2 separate regions of the Mus musculus genome follow, and region 2 is linked to region 1. The links are chromatin contacts, called in public HiChIP or PLAC-seq maps. All regions are on one chromosome and are shown on one strand. Each heading gives the region's core, a stretch centred on a gene start, on an enhancer-like site or on the middle of the called end of the contact. The rest is flanking DNA. Distances are from core to core; before and after follow the strand shown. Region 1 holds the start of Dnajc30 (DnaJ heat shock protein family (Hsp40) member C30). Region 2 has its middle 24 kb from the start of Fzd9.

Region 1 (5,282 bases), core at 933-3,432:
ACTTTCTGGCAGTTCTCCTGAAAGCCTCCTTTATCCCTGTGGGTCTGTGGCCCATGCTTGCGGTCCTAGCCCTCAGGACACTGAGGCAGGGGATGGAAAGTTCTAGGCTAGTCTGTGATACAAAGTTGATATTGTTTCCAAAATGTGCCAAGATCACAGTGCCATGAAGCCTGGTTTATGTGGTGCTGGGGTGGAACTCAGGGATTTGTGCATTCAAGGCATGTATCCGATCCACTGGGCTACAGCCTGAGCTCTGAGGTGGTGCTGGAGTCTCTTGGCTTTGCACACGGCCCCTGTGTGTCACTTTGTATCCTTTTAAAGACAGATCTTGCTAAGTGATTGGTCACAAACCCCCAGACTCAGCCTCCCTGGATTAGAGACCTACCCTTGGTCTATACCTTGACCAGTGAGCCTACTGCTTCTTCTAGGCTCAGATTACTCACACAGTCCAGGAGCCTCACTAGAGGGATTTGACTTAGGGCGCTTGTGATCAGCACCATAGATGAGAGGACCACACTCAAGAACTCAACCTCCAAGTCTTGTCACAGTTAACAGGCTGCACACTTAGCAATGCAAGCAGCTAGCGAAAGAAAGACCAAGGACAGGCATGCAAGCTGCCCCAAGATGAACTTGGCTCCAGTAACACCACCCTACACCACCACTGTGGAGAAAAATATGAAGGACAAATCATATCCTTCTGCTGTTAGGTTCACACAGCACCCAAGGGCACTCCCTAGACACAGAACTGCATTCCTTACCCTCAAGCCTTTGTTTTTTTTTTTTTTTTTTCTCACTTCCACACAACAGAAATGGTGTGGTACAGAACTGAGGGGAAAAAATTGGCAATCTTTGACTCTTTTTCTTAGTGGGGAAGGAGGACACAAAAGATAACAGAGTTGGGGCCTAAACCCTGTGCCTTTTGTTGCTAGCATTCTCTCACAGAGCTACATCCCCAGCGTCTGCTGGATCTTTGATCAAGTCTCACCTGTGGCTTGGGGTAACACAGAAAAACAAATTTCACTCGAGTCCCCAAGAATTAAATCTTTTTGGCATCGGACAACCAGTCGTATTGCACAGTTCAGCAGTTACAGGGGAAACACCACCTATTATACAGACATGTGGCAGGGGACAGGGCAAATCTTGCTCAGGGCTTCTGGTTAAAACCGCAGCAAGTGTTCTGGGAGTTGGCAACTGAAGGTAACTTCTAGAAATGAACAGGCACCCAGGGGACTCTGGAAAGCACTTAAATTTCTGGTCTTCACAGGAATCTTTATCCGGGGGCCTCTTTCTTGGCCACTGAAAAGCGTCTTTTTCTGGACCAAAGGAGAGGGATGTGTTGATCACTGGCCAGGCTGGAGGGTGTGAGGAGGGTCAAGAGAACACCACTAGAGGAAGTCAAGTCAATCGCAGACCAATGGTTCAAAGGTCTAGAAAGGAAGGTTGCTTGGGCTGGATCCCTTCCCCTCCTTTTCTCCGATTAAATACGAAAGCCAACAAAGACGAAGATAAGGAAAAGGACGACAAAGAAAGTGGCGTCTCGTGTATCGTCCCAGCTGGTCCCCTTGTTGGCCTGGTTCTCCTGCTTTTTGCGAAGGGCTTCCCTCCGGGCGCGCAAACGCCGTTCTCTCTCTAGCTGCTCTCCGTAGTGCGCCTGGTAGAAGGCGTCAAAGTCGAACATGGTGCGACCGTCGCCGGGAGAAGCCCTAGAGCCACCGGGAGCCCGAGGGGTGTAGGGAGGAGGGCGAGGAGGAGCGGGATCGGCCACGGGCGTCTTAGAGGGCTTGACGCCAGGTCCGCGCAGGTCCTGGTCGCTGAGCAAACCTCGGTCATACTTGCGCCGGAGGATGGTGCTGCCCAAGACCAGGTAAGCTTCGGAGACGCGCGTGAAGCGCTCGGCGGCCTCGGCGCTCCCGGGGTTGCGATCCGGATGGTAGAGGAAGCTCTGCCGGTAGTACGCCGCTTTGATCTGTGCTTGCGTGGCCGTGGAGGGGACGCCCAGCAGCTCATAGAGGGCGGTGCGGGAGTAAGTCCTCCCTCGCGAGCACAAACCCGTGGCGGAACTCGGAGGCAACCCCCGGACCTGCCACCATCTCCATAGCGGTGACAGGGTCCACCCCAGGCAGCGCGCGGCCGCCATGTTGTGGCTGGGAGGGGGCGGCGCCGAGGCAGCCAATGGAGGCCTCGAATCCTGAGCGGCGTCCCCACCTTCTAGCCAATCAAATAAAAGGAAAGGCGGGGGAAAAGGTCCGCCTGAGGCGGGCGCAGATTGATGACGTCAAAGCGTCGCGCTAGTGCTCGCCGGTCCCAGCGTTGCCATACCATCGAGATGGCATCTCGTAGCCGGAGACCCGAACACAGCGGACCGCCGGAGCTGGTGAGAGCCCCGCCAGGTCTTGGTCTTTTTCTAGAATGACTGCTTTTGGATTCTTCCCTTAAAACTCCCATGTGTTTTTCTCTTCTCAACAGTTTTATGACCAGAATGAAGCCCGGAAATACGTTCGCAAGTGAGGAGAGCATGGCTGTTGAGCGGCATCGCGGGGGTCGGGATCGGCGAGTCGCCCCGATTATGGGCGTCCCTTGGAAAGCATGTAGAATTTGGGAGTGTGTGTGAGTGTGTGTGTGTGTGTGTGTGTGTGTGTGTGTGTGTGGGTCTGCGTACATGCAGTTCTGCCACCGGTAAAGGGAACTTGAAGCCATTGAGCTCCTGGAAAGATCTTGCTACCTCAGTGTGGGTATATTCATCTCCAGTTTACCCTGGGTCGTTTGACAATGTGTTTTAAATATGTGGTAAAGTAAGCAATAGTTAGAAGATATGATAAGGTACTGTCATACTGCATAAGTGGTCTGTCACTGAGCGATACTTCCTGCCCCTCGCTTGGGGATTCTAAGTAGACATTTTACTTTTGAGGCACACCCCTAGCCATTCACTGGATGATTCTGAAAAGCACTCTACCATTAGGCTACACCCCCGGAAGGAATCAGTACTATTAGAGAGAGGACATACTCATTGTGGGTTTATTGTGATCTTTATTTAAATGCATGATTGCACTGAGTTGTCATGTCAACCATTGACATAAATAATATCTGAATCCTCTACATGGTAGCTTATTTGGTTTTGTTTGTTTGTTTGAAACCTGGTCTCATATTGCCCAGAGTATTCTTGAACTTGCTATGTAGTGGAGGTGATTGAATTCCAGACCCTCTTGTCTCTACCTTACTAGTGGTAAAATTGCAGACATGGTCCCGCACGTATGGCTGTATGGAACACTCTTCTGTGGGGCTGTTTACCTTGATTTTTGGGAAGACCAGGTGTGGCCATTCTCTGTTCAGTATGGCAGTCAGTAGCTAGCTATTAAAACTGTAAGTCAAAATGGCCTAATGTGAAGAAATGAGCACACATACACACAACACACACACACACACACAACACATTCACAATTTTATACTGATTATGTACTGAAATGTCATTTTGAGTATATTGGCCTAAAAGTCATTCTTTAGTAACTCTAGAGTTAAGTAAGTTGATTATAGTTTATTTTGCTAATTTTTTTGAGATATGGCCACATTATCATATAAGGCTGGCCTTCTGCCGTCTGCATATGGGGATTCCAGACATGCACAGCTATGCTCTACTGTACTCTGATTTACTGTCTCTTCCCCATTCTTCCTGGCTATCCTTCAACTCACAGAGATGAGTTTGGTTCTGTGGAGACATGGACCTCGTGCTGGCATTATACTGTGTTTTCTCAGGGTCGACGCTGTAAGGTTTCCATTTTCTGGTACCGGGGGTGGGATGTATGGCCAGGCACTCACCGTTGACTCCTGAGGCGAATCTTGCTGCTTTTTGGAGGTACTAGGGATTGAACTTAGGGCCTCTTGTGTGGTAGGCAAGTGCTCTACCACCGAGCCACAGCCTAACGTTTGTTGTCCGTTGCTGGTCCTTGTATGTGAAAGGAAGTATGGAAGGTGACTCTGAGAGAAGACACTCCTAAGGAGTAAAGCGGGAAGGCCCAGTCGAGTTGTAGGTGGTCCCTGACTCGTCACTTGCTGCGTGATTGGTCCTATTCCTGCCAGCTCTGCTGGAGAGATGGATCAGCAGTTAGGAGCACTGACTGCTCTTCCAAAGGACTTGGGTTCAGTTTCTAGCACCCAGATGACTGCTCACAACCATCTCTAACTCCAAGATCTGACATCCTTACATAGACATACATGCAGGCAAAACAATGTACTGTATGCATTTATATATGTATACGCACACTCACAAACACACATTTTAATAAAATATGTGCACAATAAAATGACATGCACCTCTATCAAGTGGACTTTTGGGACTACTTTACTGGTGGTTTTTTTTTTTGTTGTTGTTGTTGGTTTTGTTTTTGTTTTTTAGATGTATTTATTTTATGTATATGAGTACACTGTAGCTGTCTTCAGACACACCAGAAGAGGGCATCGGATCCCCATTACAGATGGTTGTGAGCCACCATGTGGTTGCTGGGAATTGAACTCAGGACCTCTGGAAGAGCAACTGGAGCTCTTAACCACTGAGCCATCTCTCCAGCCCCCACTGGTGGTGTTTTGAGACAGGGTCTTGCCCAGGTTGGCCTTAAACTCTTAGTCTTGCCTCAGCTGTTTGAGTACAGAAATTTGTGGAAGCATCCATGCCCATCACAGGACTGCATTTGAGTTTGTTGATTTCAAGTTAGAATTGTAAGTTTAAAATTGTTAGGCAAGAGCTAGCCAGATAGCTCAGAGGGTAAAGCTTTATGACTTGAGTTCAATCCCTAGAAATTCCTGTTGGAAGAAGAGAACCAGATTGAGCAATTTGGCCTCTGATCTTGTGCTTGTGCATGTGCGTGCGCGCGCACACACACACACACACACACACACACACACACACACACATTAAATGAAGTAAAAAGAATTTAAGGTAGAAAGAGTCCCTCTAACTGATTATTGCTTCTTTATTTTCCTGACTCTTTTGGTCTAGGAGAAATATGACCCAGAATTCCATAACTGCTCCTGTGTTTTTCTCCTTCCCAGCTCACGGATGATTGACATCCAGACCAAGATGACTGAGCGAGCGCTGGAGCTCCTCTGTTTACCAGAGGGTCAGCCTTCTTACCTGTTAGACATTGGGTGAGGTCCTGGGGCCCCAGGTCTAATTGTCTGGGTCAGGGTGGAGGGTTTCTGTGGTTCGGCAATGTGGGCCTCAATGGGTCGTTTCTTCAGCTGCGGTTCTGGGCTGAGTGGAGATTATATCTCAGAAGAGGGACACTACT
Region 2 (5,282 bases), core at 1,182-3,681, 210 kb before region 1:
AGAGACAGAGACAGAGACAGAGAGACAGAGAGAGACAGAGACAGAGAGACAGAGAGAGACAGAGAGACAGAGACAGAGACAGAGACAAAGATACAGACAGGGAGAGAGAAAATGCGCACAATTGAGAGAGACCGCGAGCGCAGGCACATGAGCGGTGGTCAAAGGGCAACTTGGAGCTGTTTTATTTGGTTTTGATTGCTTGCTTGTGTTTTCCTTTCTCTATGTGGGTCTCTAAGGTTCTCTCCACTTGTCAGCCTGGGTCTCCTAAATGAACTTGGAGCTCTCACCCTTCTGTCCTTCTGTCTCTGCCTCCCCAGTTCTAGGCAAACAGACACCCCAGCTTTCAAACGAGTGCCAGGGATAACCAAACGCAGATCCTCAGGCTTTTTCAGCAAGTGCTTCACCCGCCGAGCCATCTTGCCCCGAGAGCCCTGTCCTGTCCCCTCCAACCAGACACAACTGGTTGGAGGCCTGGCTCTAGCCGCTGGGAGCCAAACGGGCTTCATGGACGAGCCACTCTGCACCTACAGGACAGCCGCAGTGTGTGCGGAGGATAGAGCATCGCGGCGGTGACACTGAGCTAGGTACTCACCCTCCCTACCCGGTCTCCCACCCCCATCCCTCAGGGGCGAAGGCTCCTGCGTCGCCTGCGATTCCGTCGCCGTCAGCAGAAAGTGTCGTGGCGCCAGCGCGGGGCGGCGGGACCGCGGACTGGAGCGTGGCCGGCGCTGTGCGGGTTCGGATCCGCCTGCATTTGTGTTGGCAGCGGCCCGGGGCACAAGGCCTGGGCGATGAAAGGGGCCTCTGTCTGCACTCGCCGTGCCCCGCTCACTTTACTCTTAACAGAGCTTGGAAGCTTTCCTCCTCTTTCCCAAAATACACGTGCGTGCGTGGAGTGTGTGTGTGGAAAAAAAAAAAAAAAAAAAACACTCACAGCGAAGGTTATGTCCTGGCCCAGGCACAGGAAATGTGAACCCCAGGGGCAGAGGAGGAGAAAAAAAGAAAATAAAGCGTTTCTTCCTGGGCAGGGTGGCTGCTCCCTCTAGTCTCTGAGGGAAGGTCGGGAGACATTTTTCCAACACCCCACTGTCATTATCCCAGGAGACATGGGCTCTTCGTCAACCTAAATGGATGATGAAGTGGGCGCTGCCTTGTCAGCAATGCTGTCACCAAATGTGCCCAGAGGGACCCTGCCAAGCATAAGGATGGAGACAAGCCGATCCCTGGTACTCAGTGACCAGCCAACCTATCATCTAGTGAATAGCAGGTTCCATGAGAAAGCTCATCTCATAAACTGAGGAGGAGGGCCTGGCAAGATGGCTTTGTGGGTAAAAGTGGCTGCTGCCAAGTGTGACCATCCGAGTTCGATCCCTGGGCTACACTACACAGGGTGGGAGTCGAGAAAGCACAAGCTGACCTCTGACCCCCACACTCCCCCATACACATACAAATGAATGTAATTTAAACATAACTAAAAAGAAAGCAGAGAGCAGTGGAGGAAGACACCTGGGACTGACCTCTGGTACCCCTGGACCATGAACTCTGATCTTCCATCCCTACTTCCTGAGTGCACACACCGAAGCCTGGCTTTATATAGTGCTGGGACCAGACCCCAGGGCTCCCTGTAAAAAAAAATTTTTTTTTTTTTTTTTTGGTTTTTCTAGACAGGGTTTCTCTTTTATAGCTCTAGCTGTCCTGGAGCTCACTTTGTAGACCAGGCTGGCCTCGAACTCAGAAATCTGCCTGCCTCTGCCTCCCGAGCACTGGGATTAAAGGCGTGCACCACCACACCCGGCGAAAAAAAATTTTTTTAAAGACAAGGTCTCAGATAGCCCAGGCTAGCCTTAAAACCCCTGATCCTTCTGCCTCCATTCCTGAGTGCCAGGACGACAGAATCGGCTCCCCAACCCACCACCCATACTGTTTTAAGGCATCTCAGGAGCTTCCGTGAGAGACAGTGTGGTCTCCTCCGGTGGAACAGGGGACCCAGGTGATCTCTCTCTCCACCATGTGGGGACCCAGGGATCAAACTTGGGGTTGTCACCCTCTGCAGCAGATGCCTTTACCTACTAAGCCATCTCGCCAGCCCCTCTGCCTTCCTGTAGCTTTCTTTGGACCTGTAGCTCAGTAATAGGCTAAGTGGGCTGGCCAGGGAGTCCCAGCCACTCACTCCTCTCCACCCTGCAGCGCTGGGCTTACAGACAGACAAGCTCGGCTTGGTGGCACAGGCCTGTAATTCCCAAATTCAAGACTTCATCATTTTCTGAGACAAAGACAGCTTAAGGCCAGCCTGGCCCGCATGAGACCCTCTTTCAAGAATGCCAAAACAGTGAATTCTTTGTCTTTCAAGCCAGAGAAGAGGCAGGAGCCCAGTATCCGTTGCTTCCCTCCTGGGAAGGCTTTTCCAAGTGGGAGCCCATGCACGCCAGGGAGAGGAGCCGCAGTGTTCTTGGCTGCGCGGCTGGGAGTGGAATTTCCATCTTGTCCTGCACAGGGAGTGGGGAGTGGATCGTAGCTCAAAAACCACAGGCTCTCACTGTGCTTCCCACGTGTCAGTGGAGTTTCTTGAATAAATGTTTATTCGTCTTTTTATATGCCTTTCGGAGCCATTCCAAAGGGGGCTGCGGTAAGCAAAGTGTACCCCGGAGGGCCAGGAAGACACACCCCTCCTGCCAGGAGTGGGGGAGGAGCTGCTGACATCACAGATCTAGGTCTGGAGTTCCCAAAATGGAGCCAGAAATAGACCAAAGAGCTGGGGGAATGGGCAAGCCTGTGGCCCCAGCACTCCAGAGGCCAAGGGAGGAAAAGTCAAGGCTAACCTAGGTTACATAGAGAATTCTAGACTAACTTGAGCTACAGAGGGAGATGTTGGAAACAAAGAGAGGAAGTAAGGGAAGGAGGGAAGGAGGGAGGGCAAGGGGAAGTGGCTTCTCAGGGAAAGGTCCCTGCCACCAAGCTGGCATCCTGAGTTCCATACCTAGGACCCACATGGGGAACATAGAGAACAAGTTGTCCTCCGATCTCTGCATGGGTGGTACTGGTACCTTCCACCCACATCTACACCCTAACAGTAAAGAGATATAATAAAAGATGTTAAAAGAAGAGAAAGTCTGCTGTGGTGGTACACATGTTTAATCCCAGCATTCAGAGAGTGGGGGCAGAGGCAGACAGATCTCTGTGAGTTCAAGACCAGCCTGGTCTACATACTGAGTTGCAGGCAAGACAGAATGAGAAAGTAAGGCCCGGTCATAAGAAACAGGGTGGGAGGGAGGCAGGGAGATGGAGAGAGACTGAGAAAGGAAAGGATTCAGGGAGATAATGGCTCAGTAAAGCGCTTCCCTTGCAGGCACAAGGACCTGAGTTCTGGTCCCAGGAATTCAAAGGCAGGCAAGTGTGGTGATGCAGGGGTGGTGGTTCACACCTCTGACTCCAGCCATGGTGGAGGGGGGCAAATCTCTGCAATCTGCTGAGCCAGCTACCCAGGCCTATGCAGCCTGTTCCAGGCCAACAAGAGACTCTTGTTTGATAAACAAGGTGGGTTGCCTACAGTGGTGATCTAATGTCACATCATGCACAGGCTTGGACACACACACACACACACACACATACACACACACACACACACACACATACACACACACACACCTGCACAAACTTGCATGCATACACAGAGAAAGAAGGAGGAGGAAGGGGAGAAGAATAGAGACTAAGGAGAGAGAGAGAGAGAGAGAGAGAGAGAGAGAGAGAGAGAGAGAGAGAGAGAGTGATGTTGCAGTTGGAAATGCAGGCTCCTCCTACGGAGCATCCAGATCCAGTGATGGAGGAGTCTGAGAAATCAGGTTTCTAACCCACTCCAGGGCAGCTCCTGATGCAGGCCAGGAGCACATTGACAACTGGCCTCTGAGGTGCATCCCATAGTGATGGAGGGCAAATACTAGAGTGATAGCATTAGCTCCTAAGCCCTCCATGCTTTATCAGATATGGCTATAGTGTGCTCAGAACAACAGAACTGAAACAATCTCAGCATTATTATCCCGTGGCGTTGATACTGATTACTAACTCAGCAGAACGTAACATCGCCTAAGAGCCCATCTCTAGGCACACCTGAGGAGTCCTTTAGATGAATTGGCCTCTGGGTGCCTGTGAGGGATTACCACACTCGGGTTAGCTGACCTGTGGAGACGTGCCCTAAGGGAGAGCTGCGTTATTCCCTGGCCTTGGTCCTGGGTTGAATATAAAGGAGAAACCTAGTGGAGTATTCCTTTTTTAAATTGTTTTATTTTATTTTATTTATGTTTTACCTAAGTATGCATGTGTACCATGCTTATGCCTGGTACCCTCGGAGGTCAGAAGAGGGTGTCGGAGCCTCTGGAACTGGAGTCATACATCCTTGTGAGACACTGTGTGGGTTCTGGGAACTGGACCCAGGTCCCCTGGAAGAGCAATGAGTATATTTAACCACTGATGTGTACAGATACATCCTTTTTTTTTTTTAATGTATTTTGTGATCAAACTCAGAGGTCTTTCTTCTTCTCCTCCTCCTCCTCCTTCAACTTCTCCTTCTTTTTCTACCTCCTCCTTTTCCTCCTCCTCCTTCTTTGAGACAGGGTCTCTGTCTCTGTCTCTGTCTCTGTATCTCTCTCTCTCTCTCTCTCTCTCGCCCCCATAGGCCTGGCTGTCCTAGAGCTCACTATGTAGATGAAGCCGGCTTCGAGCTCACAGAAATCTGTCTGCCTCTGTCCCCTGAGTGCTGGGATTAAAGGCGTGTACTACCATGCCCAGTTTAGAGATGCACGCTTGTGTGTGTGTGTGTGTGTGTCCATGTCCATGTGGGAGTGTGGACATGCGTGCGGAGGCCACAGGTTGACATCGGTGTCTTATGTTTTGAGACGCGGCCTCTCACTGAAGCTGCAGCTCATCGAGCCAGACAGCCTGGCTTGCCAGCCAGCTCCAGAGCTTTACCCCCACCCCACCCCCGCACGGGGGTTACAGAGGTGCACCGGACTTTTACAGGGGCGCTGGGTATTGAACTCTGGTCCTTGGGCTTGCATAGTGAGCACTGGATGAGTGAGCCATCTCCCTGGTTCTTAAAGTCTCTGCTCTTAATTTCTTCTTTATACTATATGATGTTCCTTAGAAGTGTCCCATGGACAGGAAGCTTTCTCATCTTACTCTCACCTACCCAGGGCATGTATAGAATACAAGAGAATATCCCAGATTGGAGCTGGTCACAAGCAGGCTGTCAGCTGGATTGGAATTTATCAGACTTGGAAGAAAATTAA

What was found. HiChIP or PLAC-seq counts read pairs in DNA pulled down with a chosen protein or histone mark.
Region 2: a contact with region 1 is called in an H3K4me3 HiChIP or PLAC-seq map of stem cell-derived neural progenitor cells, with 33 read pairs. The contact joins the enhancer-like site here to the promoter of Dnajc30 in region 1. A contact is called at or near these places in 3 of 39 promoter capture datasets (cranial neural crest, hematopoietic stem and progenitor cells and pre-B cells), 1 of 15 datasets of contacts at CTCF or cohesin (the G1E-ER4 cell line), 11 of 484 Hi-C or Micro-C datasets (the G1E-ER4 cell line, the HL-1 cell line, the N1E-115 cell line and 8 more), 11 of 115 datasets of contacts at active chromatin or transcription factors (bone marrow-derived macrophages, embryonic limb bud, embryonic midbrain and 4 more) and 3 of 9 other capture datasets (adipose tissue, liver and pancreatic islet).

Annotation. Positions count from the first base shown.
Region 1 is chr5:135,061,106-135,066,387 of GRCm38.p6, reverse strand. Dnajc30 (DnaJ heat shock protein family (Hsp40) member C30) reads right to left here and starts at 2,182. Exons shown (of 1, transcript NM_025362.3): 1 at 1,023-2,182. The coding sequence starts at 2,137. The coding sequence ends at 1,478. Bud23 (BUD23, rRNA methyltransferase and ribosome maturation factor) reads left to right here and starts at 1,429. Exons shown (of 13, transcript NM_025375.4): 1 at 1,429-1,864; 2 at 2,213-2,374; 3 at 2,467-2,504; 4 at 5,044-5,139; 5 at 5,233-5,282. The coding sequence starts at 2,327.
Region 2 is chr5:135,272,115-135,277,396 of GRCm38.p6, reverse strand. No RefSeq gene overlaps it. Among named protein-coding and RNA genes, the nearest start is that of Fzd9, 24 kb to the right of the region's middle. Within about 2 kb of position 2,431, at least 54 of the 459 cell types and tissues checked have an H3K27ac peak or open chromatin away from gene starts, as enhancers often do. A contact at or near this core is called in stem cell-derived neural progenitor cells and uterus, where this site is marked.